Regions from separate parts of the Drosophila melanogaster genome. Here region 1 is linked to region 2. Evidence: chromatin contacts called from public targeted proximity ligation data. All regions are on one chromosome and are shown on one strand. The core of a region is the stretch at or near the end of the contact, and the rest is flanking DNA. Distances in the headings are between cores, read along the strand shown. Region 1 holds the start of CG31183. Region 2 holds the start of AdamTS-A (ADAM metallopeptidase with thrombospondin type 1 motif A).

Region 1 (6,896 bases), core at 3,038-5,537, 400 kb after region 2:
TGGCCAAAGAGCGTCTAAGACAAACAAACAATGGCAATAAATACAATGCGAAATAAAAAGAGTGGTCACAATGCCATTTGCCCGTAGGAAATCTATAAAAAATACATACAAGAGAGAACGCTATTGTCGAATTCCTCGACTATCAGATACCCGTTACTAAGTTTGTGGGCGTGCCTGAATCAAATTTTAAAATTCTTTTTATATAGATAAATAAAGCCAAAAACAAACAACGAAAATATTTTTGAGCATGGTAGGCCTTATTATTTTTGAGTTCAATGGAACCCCTCACTTCTTAGAGGGACAATTATTTAGTTTTTTCTTGTATCGATAGAAATTGGCAACACATGCTTAATCTGCAACTTGTAGCTGTTAACACACGGCTATATCCTTCCTCCTATCTGTTACATTCTTTTCAACGAGTCTAGTATACCCTTTTACTCTACCAGTAACGGGTATAATTAAGGCTCCGTAATGATGCCCTTTGGCGTTGCTAAAAATATTTTCTATATAAGTCGATATTTTCAAATCAATCATAAGGATAAATGATTTTCATCAGTCTAAGTAGTACATTGAGTTATGCCTTTCTTTTTTTTTTAACATTTTGCACTTCAAAACATTTCCAAAACATTTCAATAATTTTTGAGACCTAGCAGGCATATGTTCGTCTTATTCTCAAGGTTGTCGTATTGGACAGCCAGCAAACAATTCGTCAAATGCCAAAACTTACAACAAATATGGGTCAATTACAGACTTGAGCTGCTGCTCTCCCCAAAAAGTTCGGAGTGGAGAAAGGGGCATTTGCAGGCAGAGATGGAGAGTGTTTTGTTCCGAGTTTTTTTTTTTGTTTATTTTTTTTTATTGTACAAATAAGCCTTTGTTTTTTCCTTGATATTTTATCATTTTTGTTTTGGCTTTGAAATTTTGTACGCTATGGATTTTTTTTTGGGTTTTAAGAGGGTACACGTGCCGCGGATTAACCAAGCAATCCCCTCGATCTCCAGCTGTCTTCGGACAGTGCCGTGTCCCTAATTTCATACTTCATTTAGGTAGCAATCGATGCACGATAAAAAAATAGAAGTGAGATACTAAATACTAAGATATATTTGATAAATTTGAGTCATAGGAATATATCTTTAAGTTTGGCTGCTACAACAATGCCCTTGTTAGGTTAAATATCTTTAAGATATTACAAGTTGGTACTTAGATCATGATCTGTTATTTTCTCTGTAGAACAGATTCCCTCGATTCCGTTAGCCCCTGGGTCTCTGATTGAGTCGAATGATTTATGAGGTTTTAATCTGTAATTCACCCATTTCATTGGCTCCAAGCCGCGATGGGTATCAGTCTACTACCCAGCTGTTCACCGGCTTATGCTAATTCACTCATTTGTTTCCCTCGCCTCTGACTAATGAAGTTCACGCTTTATTAATAGGTTGTTTAACTGGTCAACTGGTCAACAGCTTGGCAGCCAGTCAAACGTCACCTGTCGCATTGTTGTGGCTATTTTTGGAGCGTAAGCCCCACGTTTAGTGCCGTATTCCCCCGTTCCCTTGGCATTTTTGCTGTCATCGCCTCGGTTCATGTTTCTTAATTACTTTTCGTAGCTGAAACTATGCAAATAAATCGACACTGCTTTGCTTTCCATTTTAAAAAGCTGACAATTTGGAACCGTTAAGTGTCGTTAAATCGATCATTTGGCTAATTAAAAAATTAGTTCTGATGGTTATTTATGGATTTATTCATCGGGCCAGATTGAAATATTCATTCATGCCTAAGTTTTGATCAAATGAAACCAGTTTGATGTTGACTTGTGTCAATTGTCACAAATGTGGTGCTAGGGTATTAATTAGTCGATTTTTATATCTTAACTTAATAGCCTTCTTCGCGGTCATTACTACTCTCTTTATTTGTTGACTAATATTTTTGTTTTGGTTTCTACTCGGTGGATTTTGTGCTTGCCAAGCTGATTGGATTGTTTTGGTTTGTTCTTTCTTGGTGCGAGAAATATGAGCTGCATATTTTGTGAGTATTTTTATATTTTTAGCTCTACTAGAAAAGAATGAAAACACAATTGAACGTCGCGTAATATCCATAGTTAGGTAATCGAAGGCGTAATTGTCGTGGAATTGTTCTCAAGATTTAGTAAAAAGCACATATGATTATTTGAAAATACGATTCTAAAGAGTGTTAGCTGATCATTAGTTGATTACTAATTATCCCACGAGCGCAATATCCATTTCAGCGATTACTGTACTCATTTGTATCACAACAGCTATGTGATTATCAATCAACGGAATTAGCCATTAACATGTTTTGATTCACCGCAGACACCAGAGACACGTGACTGAGTGTCGCCGCAAAGTGGCTGGGTGAGCATAAATTAAGTGCACTTTTCGTAGGCGTTTAATTGCTCATTGTGAATGAGCAATGTGCCAGCTGGAAGTGTTCCATTTACAAGGAAACTCTATACAAATATTTGCTCAGAACGTTTATTTGCACATCGCCCTTTTCATGCTGTGAAAATTCACGCAAACGAAAAAACCAAAACAAAACGGTGTAAATGAAAACAAAATGTGAGCAATGCTGAATATTCAATTTAGAAATCGAAAAACATTTGGCGGAAACCGGGCTTTGAAATGTTCCAGTTGAGATATTTTTTTTTTTTAATTGAAAGATACTCTGCAGAATCTGAGACTATTAAGTGCAGAGACTATGGTGGGTGGTGTGAATTAGTTTAACAATTTTAATTATTTATACTTAAGATTTCAAAAATCAGTTTGAAAAGAAATATATATATAAAGGCATTAATAATTTATTATACCTTTAAGCTTTAAATCTTTTCTTTTTCCCGAAATTTCTGAGTTCCCTAAAAGCGTTTAGAAAAATGTGAATACGTTTATTCTCGTTTAGAGCATTTCCGCCAGCAGAATAAACCGTCGTAACGCCTAACAATTTGTAAAGCAACCCATTCTCGCTTGGCAACATCAGCGGCAAATATTTTACAAATTGTATTTCAAGTTCAACACGTCTGTCAGCACTGTCGAGTTAACTTCCCTGCCCCAAAAGGGGGGTGAGGTGGGCATATCCCCTTGGGATATGTTCACTCGCATCGATAGCTTAAACAATTTTGCACTTTGCGTGGTTCTTTTTAAGTGCAATATTTAAGTCCGGGCCATAGCAATTAAACGAATCGGATTTGAAAAACGATTCGAAAAGTACATAAACCAAATAAAACATGCAGGTTGTGAGCCAACCAACAAATTTTGTTTTGCAGTAGCAAACACGTTTGGCTACTGCGACTGGAGTTTGCTGGCAACGTATTTTGTTTGCTCGTCACACAATTACAAACATTAAGAAGATGGCAAACAAATCAGATGGAATTTAAATTATCACAAACCGAATTCGTTTCTAGTAGCCGTTTAAATGTACGATCAATTAAATTCTAGCACTCAATTCATTCAATGAATAGTGCATTTTGCCATGGATAAATTAATTTAGAATTTAGTGTGTATAGCTGTGGCCAGCTTGTTCGATTAATCAACATTATTTGTTGGCATAGTAAACTGAAATGGTAAACAAATCCACAATGACAAACAAATGAATGCAATTCCATAAATATTGGGAAAACAAATCCAACTAGATTGGTCGGTCAGTCCGAAAGGTGTTCGGCTTATTGATTAACATTGATATCGATGCGACCCATGTGTTAATTGTGAACATGGTTCAAGCACTTGGATTCACTCAATTCAATTTCAATTTCACTTTTTTTTAAACATTATTATTTATATCTTGCTTGCTGCGGCTGCACATTTCTCAAGATCCAATTGTGCCTTAGTTATTTACTTTTAATTATGCGCTTTTTATCTTATCGCGTTTGTTGTTATTTTGTACAGCTGCTATCGAAAAGCCAATACCATTGAGCATACAGTGTAAAATAATTATGCAGCCGAGAATCGCAAAAGTTGCGTAGCACTCAAAACACTGAGTATTTGCGAATTTTGGAAAACGCGCCGCTTGCCACAGATTTTCCCGTCGAACTTTCGCTGCGTTCCGTGCGCAGTTTTCTGAGCGCTTCGCACACGCTCGACTCGCCAAACCGAACTGAACGCCCGCATCCGAATCCGAATCCAAATCGGATTCGCAGGCAGGCGGTCGTCGGCGATTCCGCCGCTCAAGTTGAACGCAGCAGTCGGCGGCGGCGTTGGCGGTGACTGCGGCAGAACTGCGACCGCGGCAGCGACGCCGGCTGCTGCGTACCTGATCTGTTTCTGCTACAGCTACATATATTAAAATAAAAAAGTTTTATTTAATTCCGAATTTTATCAACAATTTAAGCTTGACGAGCGACAAAGCAAAGAATATGGTATGTATCATTATCAAAAAAGTAATAAATAATGCAAAATACACTCCAGATAAGACTTCCGAATTTTATACATTTGAGATATTTTATCTATTTTCTGAACAATTACCTAAGCAAGCATTCAACTTTTGAAATTTTTCTTAAATGCACACCAGAGGAGACTTAAAATCTGTTTTATCGAAACTGGTTATCTACCTTTGAAATAACAGTGACTTGAAATGATTTATTAAATAGATACTACCTAAAGGTAGCTATTTTAGCCCATGTCTTCTCTATGAGAACAATAGAGTAAAACCATATTTTCCAGCCACCTTTTTCTCTTGGCTACTGTGTGTTACTTTTGAAAATCAATTCATGACTGTTTTCGATCGCAGATGAATAATAAATCATAATCAAGAATGAGTCTTGGGAGCTCGCATGTGTTCAACCTAAAAGCTGTTGGCTCTTCGCTCAGAACTCTGAACTCTCGCCGGAATGCATGCATGTATGTATGTACATTTATTCCTGCCCGTTGTCCATTACATTCGCAAATCCAATTTGAATTTCAACTACGAACCAGGCACACTCCTTTGCTCGTCTGCTCGTCTGCTTGCCTGCTTGCCTAGTGTCCTTGGTCCCTGTCGTCCTGTTCTGTTTTGGCTTAGATTACACACGCATACATGGGATGGATGGATAATACGCATACGCAGCGTGGTACGCATGAAGTGTTGGACACCGGGTTACTTTGGTCGGCAGCTTTCATATTTCAATTTTATCTCTGCCTTGCCACCTCCTGCAGCCCGTTTCCAGCACTTAAACTTAATAAATCACCGGGATGAGACAGAATTTTCGGAAGAGATGGGTGCGAATGAAATGCACTTGTTGCCCATCACTTTATCTATAGCAGTGTGCATTTTTTGTGTGAGTGCGCTAGGGTTTACTTTTCCATAATTGTTTGCCATACATTCGAGTTAGCAGTGCCAGCAATTTTCGGGTTAAGCCAGCTGCTACACGAGCTGAAGCTCGTAAAAAGGATTGCTTTGTGCATAAGCAATGGTGGCACTCATCCTGTCAGTTGAAAGGACATAAATTAGATTCTTCCGGCCACGCATCAATTGCAATGCCGGTCGCTACTGCAATTTCCTGTTTAGGCTGTCAATCGGATGGATTGTTGGCTCCTCGAAAAGATAAGCAGCTAACGACTATCAAAAGAAAATCTTTTTTTTTTTTTTTTGATTCCGGGATCGATGCCATTGATGGATGTGTAGGCGACTTAAGCCCGCTATGGCTTTTATGGCTCGCTATGGATTCAGTTGCTCCTATAGAAAATGGAAATTAAATTAAATTCCTATTCATTTCTGCCAGCCACTTGGCGCTCATTTTTATTTTCAGCGAGGCTTTTTACATTAACATTTCCCTGACGTTGCAGGCAGCTCGACAATCCATATAAATTGTCAATAAAGCGCAAATGAGTCAAATGAAGTTGCATGGTAAAAATGTTAAGCATGCCTCTGTCCACTGCCGTCGAGTGTCCCTCTTCCTTCCGGCGAATGGAAATGGCTGCCGACGACAAAGAATGAATGGTAAAAAAAAAAAAACGGAAAGCGTCCTGCGTGAATGCCGTTGAGCAGAGGGCAAGCCAAAGAATGCCAATGTTGATTGCTCCGGACAAGGACACGACCGGAAAAAGAGCACAATGAATGGCTTAAGGGACAAAGCCACAACACACTATTGCACTTCTGCCGCGCAGCATGTAAACATTGAAGGGAAATTGAATCGATTCTTTAAGCATTATTCTTATTGAAATTAATAAGTAAAGCGACTTAATGCCGCGCTGTATCCTGCTTCTTCCCGCTTATTGCATTGCGTATACGCCGCGTTGTCACCATTCAATATGCGGCACGCCTGTAGCTCTGCTTAAATGCGAATGTGCATGTGCATCCGCGTGTCATTGTGTCTGCATGCCTTTGTGTGCGTGTGTGGAACGCTTCGAGCAATGACTGTAAATGAAAACAACAAACAAGTCCCGGAATGTCTATAACAGCAGCAAAAACGAGCCTTACTAGCTGAATATGCAATACCCTTTAAAATAATCCTTAAAATAAAAAGGTGTGCAAAAAAACATAAGTAATCACACAAAGTAATTTTAAAGAATGTATTCCTCTAATTATCCTTAAAAGTTCCTCACAACGTAAGGAAAAAGTTGTAATATGTAAATCATAGGGTACGTGTCTTAACGCCTGTTGTTATAATGCTCATGGCCGATGTGCCACCCATTTTTGATTCAAAAGACCCATGGGCGTTATTTCACTTTTGAAAGTGTCACAACACCCTGCTGACTAATTATCGATTGCTCTTCAAGTTAAGTAAATATAAAATCAAAAATGTAGCAGTAATTTATGAAAATATTTGTATACTCGATAGACGGTTAATATTTTCAATATTTAAGACATTGTGTGCGTTTATGACCCTTTTATGACCCGCATATGAGTATTCCTCACATTTTCCAATAACTGCAATCAACGGGATTCCGTAGTAAATGGCCGAAGGACTGGGA
Region 2 (6,281 bases), core at 1,157-3,656:
TTATGTGCTGTTTCCACCCAGGTCGTGTGTAACTGCAATACCATTTCCTTAAACCGAACTTGAAAATGTTTATCGAAATTTGCATCTTAATTCGTCGTCTGCCTCGCACTAATGGGCAAAAAAAAGTTCGTACCCAATCCTGTCTGGAATATGGAATATCAGTGACATCCAGACAGGGGCGTCTTTGTTCTTTATCTCTATTAGATATCTTTTATGTTCTTATCTCCTGTGGGACATGTGCTCCCGATGCTGCAGAATCTTTCGCTTTCCCGAAAATTGTTGCTGCAGAGCTAGAGCAAGATAGTGGCAACCTGGCGGAAACACACGTCCGACATACATCAGCAGACCCTGTGTGACGCAAATGGATGGATTATGAGTCAGCTAAAGAAGTGGGAGCTGCAAACCCAAACCAAAAGGAATAGTTTGATGACCAGATTGCTTGATATATGAATGCACTTCGTGGAGGCGCTCTGGCGCATTTGGATCGAAGTGCTTCGAACACGTTGCCATCTTCAGTCTGTTTGAAGCTGTCGAACGGTGAGGTTGCCGAGAATCCTATCGTGGATCCAACTTGGGATCCAGATTCACATTTCCGCTGCCGCGTGCGCGGTGCTTCGTGGCCAGTGAGGCGTGTGAATTCAAATGCGGTGGTCAACGCTTTGGTTGTCGCTTTCTTTGTGTCGCCAGTGGTATTTAATCAAAATCGAATAGAGAGCCAGAGTGGCGGCAAAAGCAACAAAACAAAAAAAAAAATGAAATGAAATGAAATGAAACGAAATAAAACAATGCGGCATACAAAACGAGACGAGCACACCAAAATATCGGCAAATCAACCGAAATTATAAAAGAAAGGAAAGAACTCGACACATTGATGTGGAATCAATGCAATAAATTAACTTAAATTTGGTTTTCGCTTGGCCAGCCGATTTCGATAAAGTAGAAAAAAAAGAGAGAGAGAGACAGAGACGAATACAAACACAAATAAATGAAAAATCGTTAAAATCCCGGTCTGCGAATTCGATCAGCCCACGAAATTCGATGCGGCGGACTAGGCCTCCAAAAATATTTATACTTATGTAGAGCTCGGATTTAGGACCTACCTGTCTGCCCAGCAGCGGACCCTTGCTGATGAAGTCCTTCTTGGCCGAGTAGAGCTCCGGCGGTGGTCCTTTCAGCGAATACCGCAGGCCGGACTCCCCAAGGTCGTCCGTCGTCCCACGCAGACAGCGCTCAAGGGCACGCTCATCCTCGTCGTCATCGGAGGCGGTGGCTGAGCAGGCGGATGATACGCAAGAGGAGGAGCACGCGAAGGAGGTACGATCCCGAGCACCGGGAGATTCGCAGACAGTGGTACTATTCGTGCCAGTGCTGTGACCAGAAGTTGTGGACCGCAGTGTGGTGCTGGGATACGCGAAGGCGGGCAGGTCCGACAGCAGGCGATGGCACTCGACCTCCTGGCCGCCGGCGGGCGATTTAAGTGAACCGGCATCCGGCATGGACATGGCGATGACCAGATAAGATAGCGATCTCCAATCTCAGAAATCCGAAATCCCAAATGGCACGTGCAAAAATGCGCGCGAAAGAGCAACAAAATCCACAGTATGCGTATATACGGCTATACGTATATCTTGTAGATATATGTATCTTTACACTTATGTTGGCTCTATGGCTCTTTGGCTCTTTGGCTTTTTGCTTATTTTGTTAATTGAAATGCGACAGTCTCGTTCCGTTGCCGTGGGCACCGCACCCGCCAAAAAATGCGAAAATACGAACGAACAGAAAGGCAAAGACTACGGCTCGTGGGTATTAAAACGACTCACACTTATGGCTGCGATTAGCTAGATAAACTACTTAGTACTGGAGCCATTGTACGATCTCATGATGAATCTTTTTGCCGAATCACAGAATTTATTCGCAGTTGCGGTTGGGTTTTGGCCAATGTTAAGCTTGAACTTCACACATCGCGCCGAATGCATTCACTTTCGAGCTGCACCATTAACTTGGCCACCGTTGGCATTCTGAGTTGCTGGCTTTCTTTTCGCTTTCGGCCAGCGGCTATTTTTGCAAACTTTTCGGTGGCGAAGGTTGTCCCACAACTGAGCACCATGTCAGAGTTCACAAGAACACGCCGATCGTTTGGCATCGGCATCGCTATCGCCATCTGGCCGACATGGCTGGTCAGGATACGGAATACACTGGCGCACTGGGATGAATACGTATTCAAATTCGAATTAGAAATCGCAACTGGATTAATATTACAAATGGAACTTTAGCAATTGTCTGATACTACCGCGCGCGCGCAAATAAATGAAACGGACGAGAACGAGCCGATGGACCAGACCAATGCTGCGAACCAGAGAATTTGTATCTGTATCTGGCGATGTTTCGTTTCGGCTCGCTTGAGTTCCCGCTGCGGACTGAACACTGCTCGCCGAACAGCAGTTGGTAGCGGACGTTCCGCCGTACCGCCAAGCAATCTGAGATCGCGAACATATATCGCTCCGAAAGCTAAAAGCGGTTCTCTCGCAGCTATATGCTGTACAACATACATACATACATATGTACATATGTATGTACATACTCGTATGTAGGCACGAGTATAGGGATATGGGTTTGCTGAATGGGCTTAGGATTTCGATTCCGAAGGAGTGTTTTAGAGAGATTAGAAATACGTCAGAATCATATCAGTACGCAGAACAGCCGGCTTCTCTGCGCAGAGAGCGCTGTGGCGAAAAGAGAGCCGAGCGCGGCTTAAAAGAGCACTCGAACGCTCTCTTAAGTGCGCCTCTGCTTACTCAATATTTTTGCACATGTGAGGATTAAGTGTGTGGACATAATTATCATCGGATAAGATAAGGTGTGTTAGCATAGTAACAATCTTTGCATCTAGAGTATCTGCCTTTTCGGATGAAATAATATAAATATTAAAAAAAAAAAAAATAGGCTTATGCTGCATGCTTTATTCAGTAATAGTTTTTAAAAGTAATCAAAATTTGTAAACATGTTCACACTTGTGTGATACCAACCAATTTGAGTAAGTATGTACTTGAGTAAATAATAAAACTCTTTTTACTTATGACTTATTTTACTAGCCTATGCATTACTAATCGCACCGAGCAGTACTAAAAACTTTGAATACGAATTCTTTTGAAATAGAGGATAAGACCCTGGGCATTACCAGTGGTGCACTTCCGGAAGAAGTCATTTCGGAAGAAAAAAAGGAAGTTGATGATCACAGAGAATGGTACAATGATGACTAGCTCATCAGTATCAAAAAAAATTCTTTTTTTGACGTAAATAAACTGACACGACAGCCTTTACTCAGAAATGCGACAAATATAAAGATATATCTAAATAATCTACACAAGCTGAACAAACATATCGTAATAGTTTAGATAGGCAAGTGTAACTGATTTGTCTCAAATTGGTATCATTATAAACAATACTTTATACTTTATACTTTATATTGTCTCATTTGGGCATAGAGTGTGCGACATCTGCCGGATCCCAGCCCATCCAATGTGGGTCAAGATCAATCTACTGATCGCGTCAGTGAATAAAAATAGTAGCCATTCGCTCCATTATTTGAACGCCGAGAACTCTTCCACATAAATGTCTTCTGTGCCAAATTACCATATGTAGCAATTGACCCTATTGTATACTAAATATTTTCTTTAATCAAACGCAGCAATAAGAATTAATCAATTAAAAGACCAGAGCTCGTTTGCCAAATTAAAGTATAGTTGGAAATTAAAAATCCATTTCGCCGCCGTGGAGGTCGGCGAAAATTTAAAAATATTCCAAAATACGATGATGCATATTCATATACTACGGATGTTGCGAGAATGGTGGACTAATGAAAAACATCTCAAAAGATTCCAGGAAGAGCGTTCTCCATGCAACCATGCAATCGGCAACAAAACGCTTGTTTTGTAATCAACAACAAACAGCCGGCATCCAAATGATGCCAACATAAAACAGCAGCCATAACAGAACATCTTACAAAATAGCCCTAAAAGTCTGGAGGGGGCAAGTGAGTTCCCCAAGAAGGCTGTTTGTATTACACCGAACTAATCATCATGCCCTGTAAGCAATGTTTACACAGCCACTAAACAAAATAAACGACTCCTAGCTGGAGTCTCTCCCCAAGTCACTAATAAATTGCTCAGTCTAGCAAATCGCATACTGATCTGTAGGAAAGCATACGTTCTAAATTAGGAAATATTGCTCAAAGAGGCGCCGCTGGTTTTCAGATGCTAATGATCGAGCCACTGGAGACCGCTGACCACAATGTATCTATCTGTCTATCCATTTTTGTATCTATGCTATCTGCTCCGATCGCATTGTATCATCCTAATAATTAACGCATTTAGATCATAAGGCGGGCAGATAGCCATAAACTTTTGTTTAGCTGTTGATGCTTATATGGCAACAGCATAGATGGACTGGCCCCAACTTGGATTTGGATAGAGAATCACTTTCAGGTGGATACCCAATCCAGACCCCTTGTCCTGGCATTTGTGCAACTTCGATCTGCACGCTGGCGGCCTTCGTGTGGATCGAAGATCAATAAGCGAGAGGCTGTGAAGAGCCCTAGACTACGGATCACTATCGAATTCGAAGTCTTCAGATGTTCGATGTCAGACTGACTGTCTGTTTATCCGTCCGTGCGTCCAACACGCGCAGGCCTCTTAGTCAATTGCGTCTGTCCGTATGTCTGTCCGTATGTATGTATAATAATGGGTGAGCATGTCTAATGCGTGAGCTGGTTCGGCATTTCTATATGTTTATGCTCTGCTCTGATAGTTCCATTCAGTCGCTTTTTTTTTGCGCTCACCCACACACTTGATTGATAAATATTGATCCTGATTGAATGATCGAAAGCTTGCGAAAACCCGAAACAGCCATTCCAGCGATCCGTTCGGACCCGAGATCCAATCCAATCGGCAGGCCTGCGGAATTATTGAGAGCTCAGGTTTTGAAGTTCCTCTGACAGCTGCTCAATCAAATCGAATCAAATATTTGGGCTAACTAAACAAAAACCTTTCTTAAAGAGCCCCCAATTCCATGCCCACATCGATGATGTCTAAATTCTGGAAATTCGCAAAAATCAAACTCAATTACTGCCGCTGTCAATCAGCGGCAGGAATCGAATTGTGAATCGCCGGCATCCAAATCGGAATAGGAATAGAGAGGCATGCGTAAGAGGCATTTGTTGTACTCGTACTCCCATAGCTAGGTGGCGTATCTCAAAGATACATTTCACTTAACTGTATGGCATATATCATCCATTCAACTGCGGCACAGAGCAGCCACTACCATGACAGCACACGCAGATGGCGATGCTGATGCCGATCTAGATGGGAATCGGGGGTGATATGGATGGGGACGGGAATGGGGATCGCTGGGAGCCGGCCGACGTGCGTTGACCCTGAGACTTGCCCACACCCACCCACGCAACGCGAATAACATAAACTAATAGGGGTTTATATATATATATATATATATATAGATGCACAGAGGGAAACATGCTTTCCGAATCAAGACAAGACACTATTTTCGATTCCAGAGTCAGAGCCCTGACCAATTTGGATTTGTTTAAAAGAACAGAAAGTAGTCACCATGTGGTAATAATTTAAATATACTAAACAAAATGCGAATATATACACCCAAATTCCCTTTGCCCTTCAGATACATTTTCGATCAGTTCAGTACAGTTGAAATTGAATTTCTAAAGCAGCCATTACTTTTGTCAGTGTATCAGACTGTTCCTTGAGTTTAAGAACTGCAAATCATATCCTTGCAAAAATATTTATGGGTATCATGTGGAAAAGACTTGAAGTGAGTTGAAATTAAAAACATTTTAAAAGTAGCAGAAGTACAATGGCTAGCACCGCTCTATCGCCATAAAAGATGAGTGCTCGCTGAAAGGCATAGGATCATAAAAATTGACTAGAATTCAAGTACATACGCATGCATAACTCAATTTCCCGCTATCCATCCGGACTCTTTGAACTGTCTGCTAGTCTGTTAGTTCGGGGAAAGATATCCGCCATCTGTAGATGATTTCGACCCTAATCCGTCCCTGAACCGATCCAGAAATTCGCATTTCGCAAATCGGTTCAACACACGACGCTCGACTTTCAGTAATGCAACTCCTCGAGTGGCTAATGCACTTGCAAAAGACTTCAATTGAAAATTTTCATTTACACCAGGCTGGCCGGTCATTCAATGGATATGAATCGGTTTTATATAAGACTCCAAAATGAATATTTCTTCTG

Evidence for each region.
Region 1: a contact with region 2 is called in a targeted proximity ligation map of the Kc167 cell line, with 2.7 times the contacts expected there. A contact is called at or near these places in 1 of 107 Hi-C or Micro-C datasets (pre-blastoderm embryo) and 1 of 7 datasets of targeted methods (the Kc167 cell line).

Annotation. Positions count from the first base shown.
Region 1 is chr3R:15,871,652-15,878,547 of dm6, forward strand. It overlaps CG31183, which reads right to left and starts at 4,288. Exons shown (of 9, transcript NM_001300413.1): 1 at 3,927-4,288.
Region 2 is chr3R:15,473,787-15,480,067 of dm6, forward strand. It overlaps AdamTS-A (ADAM metallopeptidase with thrombospondin type 1 motif A), which reads right to left and starts at 2,407. Exons shown (of 17, transcript NM_206496.2): 1 at 1,101-2,407. The coding sequence starts at 1,502.